5 separate regions of the Mus musculus genome follow, and regions 1, 2, 4 and 5 are each linked to region 3. A link is a contact called in public promoter capture Hi-C data. All regions are on one chromosome and are shown on one strand. Each heading gives the region's core, a stretch centred on a gene start, on an enhancer-like site or on the middle of the called end of the contact. The rest is flanking DNA. Distances are from core to core; before and after follow the strand shown. Region 1 overlaps Stxbp4 (syntaxin binding protein 4). Region 2 has its middle 67 kb from the start of Mmd. Region 3 holds the start of Pctp (phosphatidylcholine transfer protein). Region 4 holds the start of Hlf (hepatic leukemia factor). Region 5 overlaps Hlf (hepatic leukemia factor).

Region 1 (4,750 bases), core at 1,629-4,128, 490 kb before region 3:
CTATGAAGGGAGAAGTAGCCTGTAGTTACGAGTATGCTTTGGTTTGTAACAAGTGTTTCCTTATCTGTAACAACAATGATTATTTCAAAGTATTTATATTCTGTTATGGTGATTTCTAAATCATTCCTGTGAAGCAATAAAATCATTACTGCTGGAAAACAGTATATCACAGTCACATATTCTTGTGAGTACCAGAAGAACTCTGTTATATGAAGTGGGCTATTTGTATGTCTCTCTTTTAATTAGACAGTTATTATCTTTTTATTCCTGAGATAACACAGAGAGATTAATTAGTAGTCTCCAGTTCTGTTGATAAGTGCATGAAAAATAGTTCCAGTTCAGATGATAAGTGCACAAAAAATAGGAAACTTTGATCTTCTGAAAAAAAAAAAAAAAGGAGGCATTTATGGTTTTTAGGGCAGATAAATGATCTTTTTTATTTTTATTTTGTTGTTTGACAATTTCATTCACATATATAATGAATTCTGATTTCTCCCTCCTCCCCACTGTCTTTTGCTTCCCTCTTATCCTTATCAGTACCCCTCTCCCTATTGCCTACTTGTCCCCTTCTTATAATCATGACTTTTGGGGTGGTTTTGTGACCCATTTTAGTTAACTAGGGCCTTTTGTATGGTCACTAGATTGAAATTATCCACTGGAACATATAAGGTCATCAGTGGGTATACAGTGGAAAGCAGTGACCCCACCACCATCACCACTGCCTTACCCTACCCCCCAAACCCCTATACCACGCCCATCTATCTTAGCAAATATCTCCACAATGAATAGTAGGGTTCCCTGAGCCTACCTCCATCTAACTGGATGGACATTCTCATTCAGACTCAGAGCAAATATCCACGGCTGCCGTGCATTTGCTGTTGTTCCTGTCATTGCTGATGCAATGACAATGTCTCCCCCCAAACAACTTTTTGGAGCTCCTTTTCCTGTCTTCCAGCTCTTGCGTTCTTCCTATCCCCTTTTCTTCGACATTCCTTGAACCTTCATGGGTTGGTATAGATGTCTTCTTTAGAGCTGAGGGAATGAGTGTTCAGTCAACTTCATTCTAAATTGATCTCATGATTGAAGACATCGTGTTGGGTGTGGCAAGGTGGCTTTGTGAGTAAAGGGGCTTCCATGCAGGTTCAGTGACCTGAATCCAGCCTTGAAAGCCCACATAGAGGTGGAGGGAGATAATCAGATAACCCAGAGCTGGCCTCAGACTCCCAACATGTGCTGCGTGGGCAAGCCCTCGAACACATACATCCTGCACACACACTTACACTCACAATGATAAGCTCTAAAACTCTTTAATAAAAGACTACTATTAATTACAGTGTATCTCTTTCTTTCACTTTATTAAAACCTGCCCAAGCTTGCAGAAACTGGGAACGGATAGAACTGCACCAATCAAACAAGTCATCCAGCAAAGGCCTTAGTCATAGTACAGCCGTTTCTACTTTTCCAGTCTTTGCCATTTTACTCAAAAAACTCAACAGTATTTCTGTCACATAAGTAGGGTCTTTACCTACTGTCATCAGAGTTTTCTTTGCAGGTAAAGGGGCTCGTCGCTCTTAGATGAAATTATCTATTTAAAAGAAAAAGATGGAGAGCGTGTGAAAACAGAAAAGGAGTCAACTGTGTCCTGTAGGGCAGTAACAGTATATCATAGCTGAGCAGTAAATATGAAAGAACACGTGTGCAAGATGTCACTTCCAGAGTTATGCTCATAGGGAGCTCTCAGAAGCATTGATTCCTACTACACTAGGAGTGGGAACATGCAATCATGAAGAGCGGGTGGAAACGCCAAGGCAGCCTTGTTCATATACGGAAGAGATAGTTACAACATTTTGGCCCACAGTCTTAGACTGGAATCAATGTAAAGTAAAATCTTTTCTTTGTTTTTCTTAACCACAAAAAAAGAGACTACTAGCATCTTCTTCTTTAAGAATTGACTGGGAGTGGAGTAGAGGTTCATTTCAGCCATGTCGCTCCACTCTTCCCATAGGCTCACTCTCCCCCTTGCTGGTATTGGGAAGGATGAAAGTCATTGAGTACTTGTTAAGGCTATTTACATTCCCAAACAGTAGGCTACCTGAGACAGGTAACCTATTTTTCAGTGTTTTAATGTATCTTATACCTATCAAAAGAGCTTTGATAACCAGTGTCAGCAGAGCTCACAGGAACACGCAGTTAAAATCTTTAGCTATTCCAGTGTTAGAGCAGAAGTGGTAGAAACCATTGCAGTCTACAGAGACGTCACATAAAATCGGAATATAAGAAAATGTGGCAGCACAACCTGCCAGCATTCCCCCTTCCTTCCAGTCAGGAGACTGAGGCAAGAGGAGCTTAAGTTTAAGGCCAGCCTAGGCTACACAATTAGTCCATGTCCAGCCTATGCAATCTAGTGAGACTCAGTAGAGACGAGAGGGGGAGGTTGGGCCGGGAGAGAGAGGGGTGCTTTGTCCTGTTCTGATGAGAACAGAATTCCTGTTCAGACTATGCCCCTATGCTGCCTACTTACTTCATTCCTTATCCCTTTTTAGCTAACTGTTCTCAATCCCATTACAGAAATGGAAGCTAAGTTTAGCAAATTGTTTGGCCTTTTCTGTTTAGTGCACAAAATTCTTAATTAACAAAGTAAAATGCCACCATCCATTGTAAATCACTTTGCTAAACTTTCAAACTTAATAAGGAATCTTGTCTTGTCCAAAAACTCCTCTCCAACCCCTGCTGATCTGGCACTCATGCCCAATTCCCTGCGGAGCTGAGGGAAAGAATGCAAAGGGAGCCAATTAAAGAAACTTTGAGCCAGAATAGACAAGCAGAGGCCATCTTGTCCATCCCTCTGCCTCCAGGCAAAAACCAGCCACTGCAAACACCAAGTTCTGCACGAATCCTGCTGACAAAAACCCTCACCACATGGAAATGATAAGTCATAATCCGGTTATTGCAACCAAAGCAGATTGTTAACTGTTCAAGACTCTATTTATTGCGTTGTAAAGATGCTGAGTACCAGAGCTCATCTGAATTGTCTTAATTCCCCCTTTCGAGAAAATAATTTTGTGCAAGAAATGCACTCCCAGTAATTGTCAACATAAGGGAGGTTTGTGTCCAGAAAATAAAGTTATCTTCATCATCTTATTAAATGTATTTTTTGGTTTCCTTTCACTCTAGGCTTACCTTACGGGTGGGAGGAAGCTTACACAGCAGATGGAATCAAGTACTTCATCAAGTAAGTACAAGCCGCTCAACCAAGTAAGCAGTTTTGCTCACATCTGGAGAGAACCTGGAAGTTGCAGAATAATCAGCAAAACCAAGAAACCCTCTTGGAGGTTACAAAAATTAGAAACAAGAAATGAAGCCTCGCCATCTCCATTGCATGTGACTTAGATGCTGATATCAGATGTCACTGGAGGGGGTGTGAAACCCTAGGAACAACTTCTAGGGAAATAGCCACAAAAACTGGAACAGAATTGATCGTGATCTGAACTTGAATGTTGCCGGAATTCACTGGCAGGATGAGATCATTGTCAGTCTTGAAAAATTAATATCTAATTTAAAAATCCATTTGTCACATTCTAAAACACAACCAACAGCAGTCATTACCTTTAAATGCTGTACAGAATATACAGGTTATTCGTTCTATAAACAAAGTTTGGTCATTTCTGTTTCCCTGAAGTATTCCTAGACAGGGAAATGTGTAGACTGCATGCCTGCTATCCTGGAACGTATGTGGCTATAAGAAATGTCAGACAGTAAATAACCAAGATAAAAATAGGACACTGTGAACAGCCCTGACCCTGATGTGCTAACAGCAACCTTTAGGATATGTGTACCATCCTAGCATTTTCCATAATTTTTTAGAGAAAGGAAATCAGAGGGTTGAGTTGCTGCCAGGAAGTCCCCAGCTGCTTTACCGAGCCAGCATCAGAAGCCTTCTGAACCAACCACCTTTTCCATTGCACTGGAGCACTGTTCTCAACCTTCCTGATGCTGTGACCCTTCCATACAGTTACTCATGTTGTGATGACCTCCAACCATAAAGTCAGTTATGTTGCTACCTCGTAACTATAATTTTGCTAGTGTTATGGCCAGAATGTAAATATCTGATATGCAGGATATCTGATGTTCGACCCCAAAGAGGCCTCAACCCACAGATTGAAGACCTCTGTGCTAGGTTTTCACTCATAGAGACCTCGAAAGCCTGAGCAGGAGAAGACTCTCTTGTGCTGGGCTAGGCAATATTTCCCTGTGTACAGTGGGCTGTCACGTTTCTACCATGTTCTGATTAAGTCCTCTCATGTCACAACTGAGAGTTGCTTGGAGAGCTCCACCTCCCCCTGGGGTCCCTAGAAGTCTCCTGCACATCCTTTTGGCAAATGGGGCAAAAGAAATTCTCCTGCTGTCTTTTCAAATGTGTCCATGCTTTCCAAGAAATACGCAGATGTTGCTTTCTGAAACCCTGTACCTCTACGTAGGTTCCTGTACCCCCCTGAACTCTAGTGTCTCTTCACACCAGAAGAGTACTGTGACCATTTTAGAGATGCTGGTGTTAAGTACCCACCATGTGCCCTGAATTCAGGAAATGGCCACTAGCTACTTACCATTAGTTTTCATTGCGGAAAGATATCATGTCAAGAAAGTACAACGTCGGCAGATCATCGCCTTACAAAGATCACGAATTCAAAGCTTCCTATTTGTAAAAATTTAAGGAAGAATCCAAGAGATGCCTGGCAGTTTTCATGGCTTT
Region 2 (4,570 bases), core at 169-2,668, 310 kb before region 3:
AAAAACTCCTTCCCTTCTCCCGCTCTCCAGTCTTCTAGAAATCTCTCGTACTCAGCCAAATTCCGCTCCGAGGTAGTTACCTCTTCATTGCTTTTATTCTTAGATTGATTTTTACCCCATCCCCCACCCCCTGGGCTCAAAGACGAGGACAGCTAACATTTGTGCACGTTCCATGTGTTACTGCGTCTTAAGTATCTGGACCAGGAATAGTTCGGCTTCTTCTTCGGAACTTCTCTGCCTTTATCTCGGCACCGTGAGCCATCCAACAAACCGTATTTCCTTTTCTTCATTGCTTTGGATGCTCAGACGCTCCAGGGGCAGGGGTGTCCCTGGATCCAACCCTTGCATCTTTGTTGAATCCTGCGATGCAATCCAAAATTCTAATCTAACCTCTACTAATCCTTATTTTGTCTCTGTTTTTCTTCCATCTCGATCCTGACCACTAGATGAAATTAATATTTGGATAGATTTGTCTTTGGGCCAGTAAGCTCAAATCCTGGATAGAGGTAAACAGCATTAAGCAACGTTTTGTTTGTTGTTTGTCTTGTTAGATTGGCCCAAACCTAGACATCACTGGGACCAGGTACTCTTCATTGAGAATATGTCTCCATAGGATTGGCCTGTAGGCAAGTCTGTAGGCCTTTTTCTTAATTAGTGATTGGTGTGGGAGAGCCCAGCCCATTGTGGGTGGGGCCACTCTGTCAGGTGATTCTAGGGTGTTTTAGAGCGCAGTCTGAGCAAGCCTTGGGGAGCGAGCTAGTAAGCCGCAGTGGTCCACAGCCCCTCCATCAGCTCTTGCCTTCAGGTTCCTGCCCTGTTTGAGTTTCTGTTCTGACATTCCTTCATGATGGAATGTGATGTGGAGGTGTAAGCCACAAGAAACTCTTTCCTCCCAACCAGTTGCTTTTAGTCACTGTGTTTTATCACAGCAATGGAAACCCTACCGAAGACGGAGGGGTTACCTAACATTTTTAAGACCCCAAAGCTCACTTCAGTAAGCGTTAGCGCTTATATGGCAGGAGTACTTAGTAAGAATCTGGGCTTGTGCTGAGTGTCACGTGTGGGTTATCTCATTTGTCATCATCACATCACATTACAACAAAGCTTGAGGTTCAGAGAGACCGAACCGTTTGCCCAAGCTAACGCCGATACTGACGTGCAAACCCACACGGCCAGGACTTGAATCGCCAAACTCTTTGGAGCCCTCCCAATGTATAATAGAGGTATGCTTACAGACACATGACTCAAATGTCTCATTAACTGTCCTCTGGCTTCTCTTAAATGCCCAACTGCATAGCTAGCTATCACCAAGTTTTATCATCTATAAAAACTCCTATGGCTGTCTGGCTAGGAATAGGTATTTCTGAGTTTCACAGTTCTCCATGAAACAGATGGATTTAAAAAAAAAATAAAGAAGAAGAAGTCTGTGTGCCGCACTGGATTTTGAAATGCCAGCTTGAGCACCGGCAGAGAGGAAGATCACACAGCATCTAGGGTGAAAAATAAAAGCCTTTGTGAACAGTGGCTCTGCTCGTTGGCGCCACCTATCAGTAAAATGCTGGTAATTGCTTCCAGAAAGAAAATGAAATTTGCCCAAGTACAACTTATTGGAAGTCTTGGGTGTCAAGTGTTGTTGCCTGCTTATCTTTTTCTTTCCTACAAATCCTAACTGGGAAGTGCCTTTATTTTAAGAATTAGAAATGTAGAGTTCATAACCAACTTGCCAACGAATTTGACCCTAACTTGTGTTCTTGGAACCTTTATTTATACTACCAGTTCTTGGTAGCCTGTGCCTTCTGCATCCTCTTGCATTTGGAATCACGGATGCTCCACACTTCATCGAAACTCTGTTGAGACTGGAAGAAAGCATAGCAGCAGTGTTTGTGTGTGGGGGGGGGGTGTCCACAGGCTGGAGCTCTCCACCCCCACAGTGTTGCCCAACTCTTGGCACAGGGCTCCTGGCTCAGGTAGCAGTGCAGAAGCTCTCGCATGGCTGGATGGAAAAATGGCAGCTCCTCCTTAAAATGAGGACCATTCTTTTCTGACTAGATGCTGCCCTGGAGCACACTAGAGCAGTCTGAATGAGGCTAGAAGCTCCGGTGAGCTTTGTGGCATTGTTAACTTACTGTAATGACTAGTGCTATCAGTCAACTTGACAGCATCTAGAATCACCTGGGAGATGGACCTCTGGGCATGTGTGTCAGGATTATCTTGATTGAGATTATTAAGGTGGAAAGATCCATTCACTTCAGGTGGTATGGTTTCCTGACTGGGACGTCAGACTGTGTTAGCAGGAGGAAGGGGCAGAGCGTTGGGGAGCATGCATCCATCGCTCTGTGCCTCTTGGATGTAGGTATGAGGATGTGGCGCGACCAACTACTTCAAACTCCTGTTGCTATGGCTTCTCTCTCGTGGTGGGTTGAACCCTTGAACTGTAGGCTAGAATCAATCCCATTTCTCTTAAGTAGATTCTCTCAGTGTGTTCAATCATAGCATCATGAAAAGCAACTAGGACATCTACCTCACCCCCGTTCCTCTTCTTTTGTTATCACAATAGCCACACAGAAGCCTCACAAAACCTTAGTGGCTTTGAAGATTGGCATCCTAGCAGCCTGGGGAAAGCAGAGCATATTTGCATTGCAGCCCAAACTCTTAACTGCAGAGAACTGACTGATGCTATTTGATCTATCTGAGAGCTCCCTGAAGATCTCTATGCCTAGATTATTGTTTTTCAAATAAAATCTAGTTGAAATTCTAGTGTATAAATGGGTTTTATTATAATACATATATCATATATATAATTTGTTCTTTGCTCATGTTTACCTTTCCACCACTTTGCCTGTCCCTTCTCCTCACTCCTGTTGGTCCTCTTCTTTTTCTAAATAGTACCATTCCTTCTGCTTCTATGATAGATAGATAGATAGATAGATAGATAGATAGATAGATAGATAGATAGATGGATAAGTCGATGGATGAATAGATGGATAGCTAGTTAGGTAGGTAGGTAGATAGATAGGTAGATAGATAGATAGATAGATAGATAGATAGATAGATAGATAGATAGATAGATGCATAGGTAGATGGATGGATGGATGTTTGGATGGTTGAACAGATGGGTGAATGGACAGATGGATGGATGGATAGGTGGATGGATGGATGGATGGATGGATGGATGGATGGATGGATAGATAGATGCATAGGTAGATAGATGGTTGGATGATTGGATGGATGAATGGATGGATGATGTGTAGGTGGGTGGATGGATGGATGGGTGGGCGGATGGAGGATGGATGGATAGATAGAGATAGATAGATATAAGAACATAGATATGGGTAGACATAGAATATGTGTATATATGTAAATCCAGATTCCATGTCTGAGAAAATAATATTTCTATTTCTTTCCCCCATTCCTCTCTCTTGTTCTTCTTGCCCCTCTCCTTCCTCATAGTTTTTCTTTACTTTCATGCCATATGTGGTTCTGGTGGGCATTGCCATGCCATATGTATTCACATATAGATTTCACACATGAGAGAAAATGTGCAATAGCTGTTGAGTCTAATCTATTCTACTTAATAACACGACCTCCAAATCCTTCATTTCTTTATAAACAAATGGTGTGATTTTTATTCTTCTTAATGAAACCCTACAGTGTGTGTAGACATAATTTTCTTTATCCATTCATCTGTTGGTGGACATCTAGGTTGGCCCCATGGCTTTACTACTATCTCTGGAGATGCTGACTGGGGTATTTACTTGGGAGTGGTTCATGTGGCAGTCCTACTTTTAGCCGTTGGATGAACCTCCATACTGATAGCGGCTGGCTGCACCAGTTTGTAAACCCACTCACAGTGTATGAAGAATCATCTGTCTACACATCCTCCCTGATGTTTGTTACTGTTTGTTTTCTTGATGATTGCTTTTCAGGCTAATGTGAAATAGAACTTTGATATAGTTTTGTGGGGTTTTAATTTTATAAATACATTTAAAAATTAAGACATAATCATATCATTTCTTCTCTTTTCTCCCTCCAATCCTTTCTGTGTATTCTCCTTTTTCCCTCTCAAATTCATGGTGTGTGTGTGTGATACACACACACACACACACACACACACACAGAAAGAGAGAGGTTGAGAGAGAGAATATATGTATAAGTATGTAAATGAAACCCAATAAGTCCATTTATTGTTGCTTGTATGTATATGAATGACTTCAGTGTTGGCCATCTGGAATTGAATAGTCAATCAAAAGGCTCATCCTTGGGACTAACTAAGCTTTTAGTTTCCTGCAGTTGTCTAGGGACAAGACTTTGTGATATTCCCTACCCCCTTGCACATTAGCATGTCTATTGGTGTTGCCATGGTTCAGGTCTTTTTTAGGAAGCCATATCGTTGCAGTAGCGTGGGTGTAGCTTCTCTCTCATTTCTAGGAGACAATCTTACTGTAGACTTTCTGTTTCTCTAGCTCTTACATTCTTTCTGTCCCCTCTTCCTCCATGTCCCCTGACCCTAAGATGCAGGGATTGTATTAGAGATGTACCCGTTGGGTCTGGCACCCTCTGATAAGCTGAT
Region 3 (4,688 bases), core at 1,125-3,624:
AAGCTGTCTAGAGGACATTCTTTGGTAAGCACAGAATGACAGGACTCCTTATGACTTGATACTAGCAGCAAGACTTGTTCCTTGGCTTTACGACATGCCCTCTGACATATTTGATATATGTGGACAGGTGTCAATAGGGTGACAGAAAGGGTTCATTCTCAACAGGGGTCATGCTCAACAGCCTCTTTTATAAAGGAGCTCCTCCACGGACACAGGATTGCAGAACCAGGGGTGGGGAGTATGGGGATGGGGAAACGCCAAGGCAGATGCTATCCATTCTGAAACATCCTTTCCCATGGACCTCTCTCTCTGTGGCTCCCACTCTGTCTCCCTTTTCTGAACTCTACCCCGCACTTCTTTGTTCTCAGCTGTGTGCCTACAATTATTATTATTATTTTTTTTTTGGTCTGTCTTATCCAGCGTTTCAACAGCTGAGACCAGGAGCTTGGGTGGCTGCGTAGTCAGTTCATCTAAGAAGGCATCTCCTCTCCAGCACACAGGAGGCAAAGGCAGGGATATCTCCATGAGTTCCTAGTCAGGTCTTCACTGTGAGACCTGGATCTTCCACCCCACACACCCTAAAGAGACATTTTCTCATAAAGGAAACAGGTTGGATTATTTATGTAAATCGTCAATAACAGGCCTTAAACAAAAAAGGTGTTTTGTTTTGTTTTATTTACAAAAAAAAAAAACAAAAACAAAAACCCAACTATTTAAAGCCAGTTTACAAAAGCTCCAAGGTCACATTTGCCACAGCACAGACAAATTACAATTTTATTCACCTCAACATTAATTTCTTTTTCCTACAGGACAGAAGAAAGCCATTGTAGATTCTTTTGTGGGTGGGTGGGTGGGGGGGACCTGCATGAAAGAAAACCTGCTTGGTAACATGATTGTATTCTGTATTGACAAAAATAAAATAACGTGTGTGTGTGTGTGTGTGTGTGTGTGTGTGTGTGTGTGAGAGAGAGAGAGAGAGAGAGAGAGAGAGAGAGAGAGAGGCAGACAGACAGACAACATATTTAAACATGTACAATAAAGCAGTTTGAATTTGGTCTCTTGTTTCTTCTATGGTCCTGTTCATTCCCTTGGGCCTCTCTTAATCCATCAATATTTCTGTGGTGACAAAGTTCCGATCCCATGAAAGCACACAATCATGACTGGTCCTTTGGCAATCTTTGACAATCCTCCACATTGGTTTCCTTGTTGGATGAGTGTGAGTGGATTGCTTGTTTCAGTAATAGTTTACACCTGTGAGAAAGCTTACAGGCTACCACTAAAACTGCAAGGAAATTTGTCTTGAAGCAATCTTTCCCGTGTTTTGGAATAACTTACTTTCCTTCTGTCCTGTACAAGAAAATCCATGCTGAGGCAAATAAAACAGTGATCTGTCTGTTTTTTGGCAAATGTGACCGTGGGGCTTTTGTAAACTGGCTTTCAATAGTTTTTTTTTTTAACCACTTTTTTTCCCCTTCTAGTATTGAAAAAATTGTGTTTCAGTTTATTCCTGAAAAACAAGAGGGAATGATCATTAAATACCACTTTGGTAGGCACTGGGATATTCTACGGCCCTCGACTATTTAAGGCAGCACAGTCTTTGACCCATTTTACAGATTAGGCAATTTGGCTTTCCAGGCGGTCTTGGCAATTGAGTGGTGTTTGCACTTATCTTTGAACTCCCTACTTTACTCAAAGCCAGGGTTGCAGATTTCGGCTGAGTAAGACTCAAATGAACAAAAAGATCTTTGAGTTGCAAGACCTAAATTATGCAAGCTGCAGAAATCCAGGTACCTTATCTTTCATATCATTTGTACCCACAAAAATCTTGTCCATTGTGATCTGATTTCTTAATTGTGACTTCCTTGCCCTTCTGCTGATTCTAAGGGATTGATTCACAAAACACGGTTTCAAAATGTATACCAGAAAGAAGAGCATTTTTAAAAAATTATATATATATATAAAACTAGCATCTGACCTCTGAGACTTTCAAGCATTTGTGTTCGGTCCCTCTCCCCAAATGTCTTCCAGAGACCTTTCCACCTTCAGAGAGGTAGGGGGTAGGAATCTCACGCAGGTTTGAAGGGTGTGGAGGTGAGTATAGGATGTGCTGGCCCTACTTCCAGAAGTTTCCCTACTTCTTCAGCCCTTCCTTCTTTCTCCAGATAAGCGACAGCTTTTTTTCTAGTATTTTTTAACTCGGCATTCTTCTTAACCTTTGCTTAGCCCCGCCTGTCTTCAGATCTGGAACCGCCCTCTTAACCTCCGCTCCCCACCCCCGCCCTCCCACGTCCCGCCTCCTCGACCAAGTCCCGCCTTCTCTCTTCCCTGCCAATCAGGTTGGGGTCACCTTGTGACCCCGCCCCCGATCTCTCTAAGGGCCAGTGAGTGACCTGCGCTCCGGGCGCTGTATCCTGGCTGCGGAAGGATGGCGGGGGCCGCATGCTGCTTCTCGGACGAGCAGTTCCGGGAGGCTTGTGCTGAACTCCAGAAACCGGCGCTGACCGGGGCCGATTGGCAGCTCCTGGTAGAGGCCTCAGGCATAACCATCTACCGGCTGCTGGACCAGGTAGCAACTGACCTGCCCGCTGGAGGAGGTCAGGGGCCTGGGCCCCCTGGTTAGGACTCGCCAAGGGTACTCCACTGCTCTGCAGGGGTGACTAGGCTCCTTGGAGCTACTTTACCCTGTGTAGATCTTATGCGGCTGGCAGGTTGTCCGAGCTCAGCCTCAGGTCATTCCTGTTGCTAGACTTCTGAGTTGTAATTTATGTTTTACTCTGCAGCGTTTGCAAAAAAAATCAAACGGCCTGGGAGTAGGGAATTGTATTTAACGGCTCGTGGTTGAAGATGGGGCGAGGTGCCAAAGAAACCCACCCGGTCTAGGATCTGGACTTTCACTGGGAGTGGGTATAACGGGTCCAATACAGGGTTTCCGAGATCGAGCTGGAGTGGCGTGCCCGTGGACATATAGGAGTGTGTGTTTATCTACATTCACAAGAGAGAGGCATTTGGCAGCAATCAGCTGATAGAAAACAGAAAATGAGTAGTTTGGAAGTTTAGCCCAACTTCAGTCCGTTTGTTTGCTAGGAAAATTGAAACATTGGTCTATTCATTCCTACACCATGCCAGTGTCTGCAGAGAACATGTTTCCTTTTGCCAGATGGGTGCCAGTTCTGTATGGGGTACAGAAGGGCCATGTCCTGAGGCAGGTAGGAAAGAGACAAGACTCATGGACTGGATGTTCAGAGCTGGCCAAGAGGTAACAGTAGCAATTCCATCAATTTAGTGACTGTCTTCTGTGTGGGTGTGATCTAATTTTAAGGTCTATTTAATAATTCGGTTGTGAAACTTCATGCAGAAAGAGCAATGGAGGCCGGAGGAGGAGTGTAGTTGGTTGTTAAGCATCTTGAGGCATCTTAAGAAGCCATTGGAACCAAGTAGCTAGTCAGGTGGGAGAAACTGGAGGTTTGGCATCAGTTGCTTTGCTGTAGGCAACAGAAGTTCCTTGGCACAAGATCAGACTGGTATAGCAAAGGATTCCAAATACTGATCTATTATGGGAGCCTTGGCTTTCACAGGTGAAGGAAGCAGACATGGAGGAATGGCGTAACTGTGTCACAGAGGCAGAGAAGTTCAGGACAGATGCAGTTGGAGGGTTTATAACCTAGTGCGAGACATTTGTGGAACAAGTTGGATTAGACGGAACTGTGTGAAGGTGGATGGCGTTTCTGGCGTGCAGAGGTGGCCTCCCTACAGCTGAGGTCACCCAAGCTTCGTCTGTGAGGTTACATCGCAGCCTGGATCTACATAGTTTCACAGTCCTCTGGGGTTAGGGCTACTTTGTGAGGTTGGCAATAGGAAATTCTACTGTATGCCTCTGCCGTGTCAGAGACAGGAACTCACTGACGATAATTATCAGCCTGGAGGATGGCTTTGTGCCGTGCCCCACTTAAACTTCAGTGCACAGAGAGAACCTCTAGCTGCCCTTTTGTCTTTTCGCTAATTGTGCTCACATGCATCCACAGGTGTGTGCTTCTTACAAGAGACCCCGTGCCACATACAGCACACAGAACTAGCATCCTATTGAGACTTTAACAACTCCCAGTGTGAAACTGGACAGGACACTTTGAGGCAAAACTCCTGCTCTCTCCCTGCCCTTACCCTGCCAGCCACATAACCAGGCACTCGCTGAGTTGTGTGTCAGGTATCAGAACTCCATCCCTCCCCTTTCTCTTCCGTTTTGAGTTTGGCTTCTCAGCACCTCTCACCTCATATTGCCTCATCTTTATAACTGGTCCCTTGGCCTTCTGCCTGTTGACTGTCTCCTATCCCAAATGTTCAGCACCCGACAGCCAGTTTGTGATCTTATCGATGTCATCCTTAGTCACAGAATTACTACCAGTCATTGTGATAGCCAACACTTGCAGCATACTGTCATGTAATCTGGGCACCAGATACTTGGCAGATATTGACTTACTCCGGTCTAATGTCAGCCCTAGGGTAGATGCTATTGATCATCACCTTTTTGCCCATTTGGAAAGGAGTGTGTGGAGGAAATGAGTTGGTTGGTTTGAAATTATCATCAGCCTCTGAACCCAGCTGTTTGGTCCCACACTTGTTTCTTAAAACCCTTTGTCTCTCTGGACAGAAGGCACAGGCCGGGTGGAAAGCTAAGTCTCAGTTCACCTTTT
Region 4 (4,781 bases), core at 1,329-3,828, 390 kb before region 3:
GGATGCTCACAGTCAGCTAATGGATGGATCACAGGGCTCCCAATGGAGGAGCTAGAGAAAGTACCCAAGGAGCTAAAGGGATCTGCAACCCTATAGGTGGAACAACATTATGAACTAACCAGTACCCCGGAGCTCTTGACTCTAGCTGCATATGTATCAAAAGATGGCCTAGTCGGCCATCAGTGGAAAAAGAGGCCCATTGGACACGCAAACTTTATATGCCCCAGTACAGGGGAACGCCAGGGCCAAAAAGGGGGAGTGGGTGGGTAGGGGAGTGGGGGTGGGTGGGTATGGGGGACTTTTGGTATAGCATTGGAAATGTAAATGAGCTAAATACCTAATAAAAAATGGAAAAAAAAGAGAAAATTACTCCAAAAAAAAAAAAGTTAAAAGATGAAACCTTCCTCTCTCTCTGACAAGAGCACAGAAGCTCTCCTGTGTGTGTGTGTGTGTGTGTGTGTGTGTGTGTGTGTGTGTAGATTAACATGGGCATCTTCTCTGTTTCTGAGACAGGGTCTCTCACTCAACCTGGAGCTCACTCATTGCCTAGGCTGGCAGCCAGTGAGCTTTTAGGATCTCCCTATCTCTGCCTCCCCAGTGCTGGGGTTACAGGCCCATGCTGCTGCTGCTGGAGGCTGTTCTTCCTCCCTCCCTCCCTTTTCATGTTGATGCAGGGGAATCCAAGCTTGTATCTTCATTCTTATGACCCAAGTGCTCTTTAATCCACTGAATAATCTCTTCAGCTTCCAGCGGAGTCCCTTCTTTTCTGAGAAGCAAACCGACTGAAGGGTTGGGAAGTTTATGAGGGACCACTGGCTCCAAGCTCACCTCAGGCGCTTCTCTGCACTCTCCTTCCAGTAACAGATGCCCACGTCAGCTCTCTCTGTTACTGGGTTTTGGAGTCCAGACTTTGTGTGCTTCTATGGCATCCTTTCCCTGGTATAGCCAGGTCTTATCCATCCATCATCTCACCAGCCCCAGCCCAGTCAATGGCATGCAGTGGTGCTCACTGAATGTACACCGCATCCACCCCAGGGCTCATGTTTCTGGGATCTGACATCACAAGAGCATCTCAGAATGTCATCTTACCATTCACTTTGCCCAGGTGTTAGCAGGAGGAAATGAAGGCCACGGGACCAGCCGTCCATTTACCCGGAAACTTCTGCTCAGAGAAAGAGTCAGGGCTACTTATCATGAACTTCCAGTGCCCTTGGCCAGGGTCCGGAATTTCCTGAATTTTAGATTTCTCTTCTCTCCTTTCTTATCTCTCATTTTTTGGTAGTGGGGTGGGGGAGGGGCATCCCAGTAATATTTGCACCCCAGGAACCCAGTCTATGTTCACAAAAGCCTTTCTGCCTCATTGAAAAGCTTCTTGCAGACCCTTCCCCACAGGTCTGAGGAGACAGCTCACTGTGATATAGAACTAGCTAGACATGGGTAAGGCCATACATTCAACCATCAGTACTGCAAAAACCATCCCACATGCTCCTCCACGGGTCAGGGGGACTTAGTGCTGGATAGAAATGTGTAATTGGTGGGTGGGTGGGGGTGGAAAGTGGAAAGAGAAGCGTGGAGATGCGGTTCGTGTGTCTCAGTTCTCCTGGCTGGGGAGGCAGAATGCCTACATTCCAATCCATCCACTCCGCCAAGGTGTTCTCCCCCACACCCTCAGCAGCAAGGTCAAAAAACTGGCCTTTTCACAGCCTTCAAAAGGCCAGAGGGATGTGCTGCAGCCACAAACAAGATTCCCCTAATCTTTTAACAAAGAGTTTACAAATTTATTTTAATTAGTATTCAGACCTTCTAAGTTAGCCTAATTACAGCCATGCTGGGCCTTTTAAATACTCCTAACTTTCATTCCTTGTGTTTAAGTCTCTCCTGCTTTCCTTCCATTGCAAGCAAATGTCTGTCTTGTTAATTCCCTCGGACAGCGTGGGAGACAGTTCACTTCAGTCTGCAGCTCCTGTCTCCATTCTACGTTTTTGCACATTGTTTGGAATTCAGGAAAGTTGATATCTTAGGTCGGATATGCAGTGGGGCTAGAAGGAAAGTACTAAGCTCACCAGGAGCGAGGAGGAGAAATATCCAGAAGTCATTCGCTTCAAGTCTATCCAAATCTCCTAAACTTGTCCTGGGGAGCTTTAAAAAACATTGCTAGCCAGGACATCGCCCCGGGGGTTGGGGGTTCTAATTTAAGTCCGGAATGCCACTTGGCCATCTTTTAAAAATCATCTTCTTTTAAAATCACCAATTTATTTCCACATTGCAAACCACTGACACGAATTTCTCATTGTTCTGCTCTGGGGGGCGGGGGGGGGGAACGGAGGGGGAAGGGCTCGCGTGCAAAAGGAGTCAGGGTGAGAGTTAGCGCGCGTTATTCCCAGCGCAAGGCAGAGAGTGAAGCAGGAAATCTGGCACCTGTGCTTTTCGCAGCCCACCAACGCCGCAAGGGCCGGAAAAACAGCGCGTGCGGCGATGCTACACACGCAGCCCTGGGGGGGCGGGGTGGATGGGCGGGCCCGATTTGGGCCCCGCCCCTGCACGCCTATCGGCGCGCGGTGCGGGCCCTGACGTCACTCTTGTCAGGGCAGCGGCACATGGACTGCCTGATGCGCTGAGCCCGGCGCTGCGGGGCCGCGGAGCGCGGGGAGCAGCGGCCGCGGCGGGGAGGGGGGTGGGGCGGGACGGCACAGCCTCCGGTGCTCGCGCGAGGGGCCGGGGCCCGCGCTTTGCCTTCTGCTCATCTGCAGCCGTCTACGTTTTCAAAATTTCTCTCTTTCCTTTTTCCCCCCACCTCCTTGCAATTTTGAACATTTTGCAAGACTGAGTGTTGGAGGCAGGTGAGAAAGCATCCTGCACTGGGTCGGAGGAGTCCGCGGCGCTAGATGCGCCTTCCCTGGACTGTCGGCACTGAGAACACGAAAGTTTTTTTGTTTTTGTTTTTGTTTTTTTTTGATATTTGTATGCTGATGTATTTACAAAGACAGAAGTGATTTTTTTTTTTCTTCCTTGTCTGCACTGTTTTGAAAGCGAGTACTTTTGGTTGGCAAAGGACGGAGGAAACAAAGCTCATCAACATTTCGGGGCGGCGATTGGCCTTCTTTTTAAAAAGACAATTGAGTGCATCACGATGGAGAAAATGTCCCGACAGCTCCCCTTGAACCCCACCTTTATCCCGCCTCCCTACGGCGTGCTCAGGTCCCTGCTGGAGAACCCGCTGAAGCTCCCCCTTCATCCTGAAGACGGTGAGCGTTGCCTCGGCAGCTGGGCTCAGGGAAGGGACTACACTCCCAGGGACCCCCCTAGTCGGCTGGGAGGGCACCAGCATCTTTCTTCCCCTCGCCTTGCTTTAGTGAAATTGGGGGGCTTACTCCCTCTTTCTCCTCAATGCAAAGGGGATCCCTCCGGGGCAACATTTGAAATAGCGCTGGGAACCTGGCTCGCCTGCCTTTCTAGGTCTGTCCTCCTGCAGCGCAGGTGACAGGTGAACTTGACAGGTCAGGATCGCTGCTTTGAGTGACAGGGTGTGCGCTTCCCTGGGAGACTAGTGTCTCTGGGACTGGAGAGGAGAAAGGGCGGGAGGTGGCTGGTTGGAGCCTGGCAGAGAGGGGGGGGTCAAAGTAAATGGGGGTTCTCACTCGGCGGCAGCCTGAATATTCGGATCGTGTTAGTGTTTTGTGTTGTGAACTCACGCGGCATGAGCGGAGAGGCGCTTTCTCCCGCAGACCCGCAATTCACAAAGCGGGGTGGGGGTGGGGGGAGTGGTCTGTCGGCGGGAAGCGGTGCACGCCTCCAGCGCTGACACTTTCCCGGTGCTCTCTTCCCGGTGGGAGGGGAGAGCTGAGCAGGCTCACGTGTAACCGCGTGCAGGAGCCTCCTCTGGCTTGAGCCCTTTCTTGGTAAGTCTCAAACCTTCCCTAGGCAACCGTGGCTTGGAGCTAAGGAGACGGGTAGGGGGATATGGTGGGGAGTGGGGGGGGGGCTGGGGGTAGATGCATGTGAGACCTAGCTGGGAACGCAATTGATGCCAGAACGGATTTGTGTTTTGGGCCGGTGCAGTTTCTTGCCTTTGGTGTTATCACAGTGACAGAAGCGAATTATGCTGCTCCTGCATAAATTCTTGAAAAGATTATTTGGCTGGAAATAGCTTCGGGGTGTTTGCATCAATTTCCCTGGGAGAGAACGCCTGTTGCATTGCAAGAGTTGCTGGTGCTTGATTGCGCGTGCAGACCGCCCCCCACCCCCAATACCCTCCCGCACTGCTTCTTAAGGAGTAGCATTTGGGAGAAATCTGCGGATGCGTTAGGCTTTTGTGGTCGATGTTTTTAAGCCTAACTCTAATGAGACTGCGGAGGATTTGAAGATTCGAATGGGTGGCGGTGGGACTACATTTCTCTAATGAGAAACAAAACAAAACAAAACTCAGAATCAAATTCTCTAATCCCTGATTCCACCCACACCTGAATATTGGCAAAATGCAGACAGCTCGGTAAAGACCAATCCGGGGGTGCTGTATTTCCAGGCAGGAAATAGCTGCATTCTTACCCTCAGAGAGTAGAACACAGCACCTTTGCATAGTACTGCCTTGTGATGGGGTACATAAATGTTTGCTTTCTTTTTGTAAATTAGGTAATATTTAAATGTTTGGGGGGAAAAGGAAAAAGAATCCACCTTCTAAAACAGACTTAGTCCTCTTGAGGGTTCTAAGCAAATGGATGAGTTCGAAAGTACTTCATTTCTACCCCGTCACCCCGGCCTGCCCACCCCTCCCCCCACAGTCT
Region 5 (4,614 bases), core at 907-3,406, 370 kb before region 3:
TGTCCCTTCAAGGCATGTTGGAAGCTCCTTTAGGGATGGATATGTACCCTCCACCAGGCAGCAGATCAAGGATTGGGGCCAGTCTTGTTTCCGGTGTCCTGGAAAAATGTTTTTCCAGCCCTCTGGCAGGTTCTGTTTTATTCTCTTGGGGGAAGGCTCATTCTAGTTAAGTGAGCAGACAGAATGGAAGAAAGGAAGTCTGTTGATCCTGCTCCACAGTCACAAGACAGGAGCTGCAAGATCAAGAAAGCTGGGAATTCTACATGTAATTCCACAGAAACTCCAATGACGACCAGGCAAGGTGCCCCCTGGCCCAGCAGAGGCAACCACAAACCACAGACCTTGCCGGGCTGTGGCCAGAGGTCGTGACTCCAAATTCCCTGGACACAAGTTCCTTGGTAGGCGTCCAGGGATGGCTCTGGAGACTTTGCCAGTCTGTTTAAAATTGGGGCTGCCTCTCAGTTATCCGTGCCGAGGAGCAGAGCATCTGAGGTCTGTTTCTCTCCAGCTCTGGAATGCGATTTATGCTTTTGTACTGTTGATCTGCTTTCTCCAGTGATGTTGAGCGGTTCAGATTTAAAAAAAAAAAAAGTGGAGGGGGTGAGGAGTGCTTTTTGCAGCTCTTAATGTGTTTTTCATAGCCAGCCAAATGTCTCAGAGCCATCTTCCTTTAAGCCTGTGAATGGGTACCAATAGGATGTCTACACCTGTGTTCTATTGTGCTTTTACTACGTGCTCCGTGGGCTCCTGGTCGCTGTGTCACAAGGGGTGGATTCGGAAGTGTGCTGGGCAGTGTTGGGAGAAGGGGCCAGAGGCCACACACTGTCTATGAAGAACCACGAAAAGAATCCGTGAAGGACCTCACCCACCCACGGAGTAACCCCTGACTTCCTTTGTTCCTTCTGCTTCCTGTGTTTTCCAGTGGCTGCACTTGAGCTTTGCATACAATTAACTTTCAATTACCCCGAGGCTGATTAGTCCGTTTGCAGATTAACCCAGGTGAAGGCTCACCTGGGTCTTCGAGGTGCTCTTCAACTCAGTCGATCTTGCTGATTAATTAGTTGGTTATGGCTGATTGCCTGCTCAGGGAACCTGAAGCCCTGGGACTGGGCTACTCAGAAGAGGGGAGGCTGATGGAGGGACAGCTTTGTCTGAGTGTGTTGACTCTCTTTAGCCAGAGGATTTTCACAGACAGTCATAGAAAGCTCCAAATTCTCTAGCCACAGCCCGAGAGGTTCAGACGTACCCTGGGGTCCCGCTGCCGATCGCTTGCTCGCTCGCTCGCTCCACCTTTTGTTTCAACCAACACACTTTGCAAATTGGGGGATTTAAGTTGACCGCAGGGTGCTGTGAAATTTGAAAGGCATTGCAATTAAAAATCTAATCTGTTGAAATTAGTAGACCCAGTGTACAGCAAAGGGGGCTGCTGTCCCCCCTCCCTCCTCAGTCTGTTAACTCCCTCCAAACGTGTAGACTGACAGCCCCCCCCCCCCAACACCAAGCACTCGATCCCGTCTGAGGTCTGTAGAGGTCAAAGCCATGGTGATAACTGGGGGGGGGGGGGTGCTGTCTGCAAAGAAAGGTAGGTTCCAGAAAATTCTAGTCTTCCAAAGATGATTGTTTAGAATGTTCGTGATGTAGATCTCGTTGTTGTTCTCCCTCGCAGAAGCTGACCACCTTTGCCTGAGTCTCCCTTGGGTGAAAGAGCAGAGAGATATTTACTGGCCATACCATACACAAGGTCAGAATAAATTCTGTAACCTGCAGTCAATCTTTCACCATGTTTGGGACCAGTTCAGTTTGGGCAACAGATAACTCCAGTCTTATGGATAAACTTCGAGAAAGTGTCCATTGAGGAATTGGGTGTGGGGATCACGGTGGGGGGGTGGGCACATGAACACCATATTTCATGGGGTTCTGTAGGTGACCCCCTTACTGCTTCAGTAACACTCTCTGGAGTCCCCGACGTGTCTTTCCCTCTGGGTTCTCATTTCAACATTCCCAGACCTTCATGTCATGGCTTAGTTAGCATCGCCGCCTCTTGCTAGCCAGGGCCCTGAGTTTCTCTGGTCCTTCGTGTTTTCCCAGGGCAGTCAGTGTGTATGTACAGTCTAGAGATCACATTCTATTAACACAAAGAAATCTGCTTGGGCTGCCTGGTTTTGCAGTCACGTGGAGAGCAATGTGTTTCTTTGGTCCGCCAGCCTGCAGCTCTCTGTGCAAAATACAGCAGAGGGCTGGGCACTGGGCCAAGCTTACATTTCACTTAGGAACACACTTTCGAATCACTCCTTGGCAGAACATCCCCGGTGGTGTCTATTTGGGGAGTAAGTTAGAGAAGTGTTGTTTTTCTCTCATGAGTGTCAGGAGATAGGACCTTCAGAACATGTTTTCCTTTCCCTGCCCTCGCATCTTCAGGGTGCCCAGATAGCAGTGGGATCCAGGAAAAGGCAGCAACAGCCGCAGAAAGCCCCCTTTTGTCCCGAGCTGCCCTGCAAAAGCAGGGAGCACAGCCCTGGGCTGCCAGGGATAGAGAAACTTAAGGCCAGGGTAATAACATCAAAAGCAAATTTCTGCATCTCAGGGGCAAAGGAGCTACTCTCCCAGATAAAGCAACATTGTTGTCCAAATCTTTCTTTCCAAAAGATCTGAGACTTTCCTAAGGTTGGGCCTCAGCCAGCCAGGGAAGGAAGTTACTCCAGCGAGCCTTTGGAATGGCAAATGCTAGAAAAATAAACAAACAGACCTCTTCCATTCCCTTCTCTCTCCCTTGTCTATTTTTATAGCCCCCTCCCTCAACGCCCCCCACCGCTCTAACCCCGGTGTTCTTTAGCCCTCTGCAGCACCCTGCCTGCTCCTTCCAGACCGCTCCCTTCCCCACCTCCATCTTCTCCAGAACCACGTTCACTAGTCGGCCTTCTGTAAAACAAAATGCCTAACTTCAAAATGAGGGCTCAGGAGACAGGAAGTCTAATTCAATCTCCCCCTGTTGCCTCCTCTTGTTCTCTTCTTGTAAAGTCACTTGAAGCCTACCATGAGGTTGAACAATGAGGTTGCTTTGGGAATTTCGAACCTCCTTGAGAAAGATCAGAATAGTTAAAGAAACATTTGCTGGCGTAGTCAGGACTTCTCTTTTCCTAATGAGCTAGACCCCTCTCGTGAAAAGAAACTTTGTACTTATCAACATCCCTCTGTCCCATAATCAAGCTTTGCTCTCATTCTAGTATTTGACATTTGGGAAGGCTGGGCTTTCCGTCAATACTGTGTGGCCAAGCGGCAACTGATGGGGGCATAGAGACCCTTCTCCGGCTGCTGCCTCCTGGACCAAATAGACACTGGGACCCCACCCCACCCCCTTGGAGAGGATGCCTAGACCCTCAGAGCCAGGCTGCAGCTTCCTACCGGTCAGCTCCTGCTGAAACCTTTCCTTACTTTGTAGAATGCAGGTGACAGGGACCCATCCACCGCCTGGAAACCTGTTGGTAATTTGCTTTAAAAATAATGCCAGGTTCTCACACTGGCTGCTGGGTGCGCTAACTCAGCAGGGAGGGAAGAGAGCGTTACTTCACAGGATAGCACCATAGGGAGGTTAGGTAAGGTTACCAGAGAGATGAAGTCACCTTGCACCTTCCAAGAGATCTGCAAGTCTTGAGGAATAGCTAGCGGGAGTGCAGAGCCACACCCCCTTCCCTTTCTATATCCCACTGGGATAGTTTGAAGTCCTGTTTTCTTTTTGGAGGAGGCTGGCGATTAAGCACACAGCACCATACATCGCAAGCATACACGTTGCCACTGTGAGCTCCAACTGCAAAACCATCACTTTTTAAATTTTATTTTATTTTATTTTTTTGGTGGAGGACTGGAGGTTGGGGGTTGGGGGTGGGAGCTTGGCAAAGTCTCTGAAGGAATGAATAAGTCGGTCACCTTCATCAACATCAGGTGTCGATTTTCCACTGTGACTGTGTGGATTCATTTCTCAGTGTCTTAGGCATGGTGAATGAATACCTGGCTAGTTATTGTTTGACACCTAGGGAAAGACTCTGGACTTCTACCCCCCACTTAAGGAGTGTTTTCTGTATGTAATTTCATTTTACAAATAACAGCGTATATCTTTGTAACATTAGGACAATTATTATTCAAGACTATGCCTAGACTAAGAGAATCAGTCTTCAAGGTTGTAAGACCTGATTGTTGAGCCTTTCCTCTCATCGGTTGGGAAACTAAGCTCACGGGATTTTTGCCTTTTGCATAAGGAAGGATTTTTGGAAGTTGATCCAGGTTCCCACAGCTCTGGACACTTCCTAAGGAGACACTGTCAATTCTTTGTCACTAAGACTCCCTCACTTGTTTTCCACCAGAATAAGTAGCCAGGAAACATTAGTTGAATGAATGAATGATGTATCAAAGATTCGACTTTGTCAGAATGACTTTAAAAAGATGCTTGGGCTGGCAGGATTTCTTTTCTGACGTAGTGGGTACAGCTTAGCCAGTGGGTCTTGGAGGAGGCCAAGTGTAGCCTCCCCCAGCTGATGCCGTGACAGGCTCTAGGATTCTTCGCTCGCAGCACTTCACAGGTTGCTTTTCTTACGTGTCATTTTCATGTGATTGGTTGTA

The links. Promoter capture Hi-C pulls out the DNA fragments that hold promoters and counts their contacts.
Region 1: a promoter capture Hi-C map of hippocampal neurons shows a contact between it and region 3, with 2.4 times the contacts expected there. The contact joins the enhancer-like site here to the promoter of Pctp in region 3. A contact is called at or near these places in 6 of 39 promoter capture datasets (the 3T3-L1 cell line, cranial neural crest, frontonasal cranial neural crest and 3 more) and 1 of 9 other capture datasets (embryonic stem cells).
Region 2: a promoter capture Hi-C map of liver shows a contact between it and region 3, with 2.6 times the contacts expected there. The contact joins the enhancer-like site here to the promoter of Pctp in region 3. A contact is called at or near these places in 5 of 39 promoter capture datasets (frontonasal cranial neural crest, hippocampal neurons, liver and 1 more), 1 of 15 datasets of contacts at CTCF or cohesin (the NIH/3T3 cell line), 4 of 484 Hi-C or Micro-C datasets (the G1E-ER4 cell line, cerebellum, group 2 innate lymphoid cells and 1 more) and 1 of 115 datasets of contacts at active chromatin or transcription factors (bone marrow-derived macrophages).
Region 4: a contact with region 3 is called in a promoter capture Hi-C map of liver. The contact joins the promoter of Hlf here to the promoter of Pctp in region 3. A contact is called at or near these places in 8 of 39 promoter capture datasets (the 3T3-L1 cell line, the HPC-7 cell line, cranial neural crest and 4 more), 3 of 484 Hi-C or Micro-C datasets (LSK cells and liver), 3 of 115 datasets of contacts at active chromatin or transcription factors (embryonic stem cells, hepatocytes and kidney) and 4 of 9 other capture datasets (adipose tissue, liver, macrophages and 1 more).
Region 5: a contact with region 3 is called in a promoter capture Hi-C map of liver, with 2.6 times the contacts expected there. The contact joins the enhancer-like site here to the promoter of Pctp in region 3. A contact is called at or near these places in 2 of 39 promoter capture datasets (both in liver), 5 of 484 Hi-C or Micro-C datasets (all in liver) and 1 of 115 datasets of contacts at active chromatin or transcription factors (bone marrow-derived macrophages).

The regions. Positions count from the first base shown.
Region 1 is chr11:90,493,084-90,497,833 of GRCm38.p6, reverse strand. Stxbp4 (syntaxin binding protein 4) reads left to right here. Exons shown (of 18, transcript NM_011505.2): 17 at 3,175-3,232. Among named protein-coding and RNA genes, the nearest start is that of Gm34850, 23 kb to the right of the region's middle. Within about 2 kb of position 2,878, at least 2 of the 459 cell types and tissues checked have an H3K27ac peak or open chromatin away from gene starts, as enhancers often do.
Region 2 is chr11:90,314,614-90,319,183 of GRCm38.p6, reverse strand. No RefSeq gene overlaps it. Among named protein-coding and RNA genes, the nearest start is that of Mmd, 67 kb to the right of the region's middle. Within about 2 kb of position 1,418, at least 4 of the 459 cell types and tissues checked have an H3K27ac peak or open chromatin away from gene starts, as enhancers often do. A contact at or near this core is called in liver and ventral hippocampal neurons, where this site is marked.
Region 3 is chr11:90,000,580-90,005,267 of GRCm38.p6, reverse strand. It overlaps Pctp (phosphatidylcholine transfer protein), which reads left to right and starts at 2,374. Exons shown (of 6, transcript NM_008796.3): 1 at 2,374-2,566. The coding sequence starts at 2,426.
Region 4 is chr11:90,388,714-90,393,494 of GRCm38.p6, reverse strand. Hlf (hepatic leukemia factor) reads left to right here and starts at 2,578. Exons shown (of 4, transcript NM_172563.3): 1 at 2,578-3,245. The coding sequence starts at 3,131.
Region 5 is chr11:90,367,418-90,372,031 of GRCm38.p6, reverse strand. The region is part of intron 2 of Hlf (hepatic leukemia factor); the gene reads left to right. Among named protein-coding and RNA genes, the nearest start is that of Hlf, 21 kb to the left of the region's middle. Within about 2 kb of position 2,156, at least 126 of the 459 cell types and tissues checked have an H3K27ac peak or open chromatin away from gene starts, as enhancers often do. A contact at or near this core is called in liver, where this site is marked.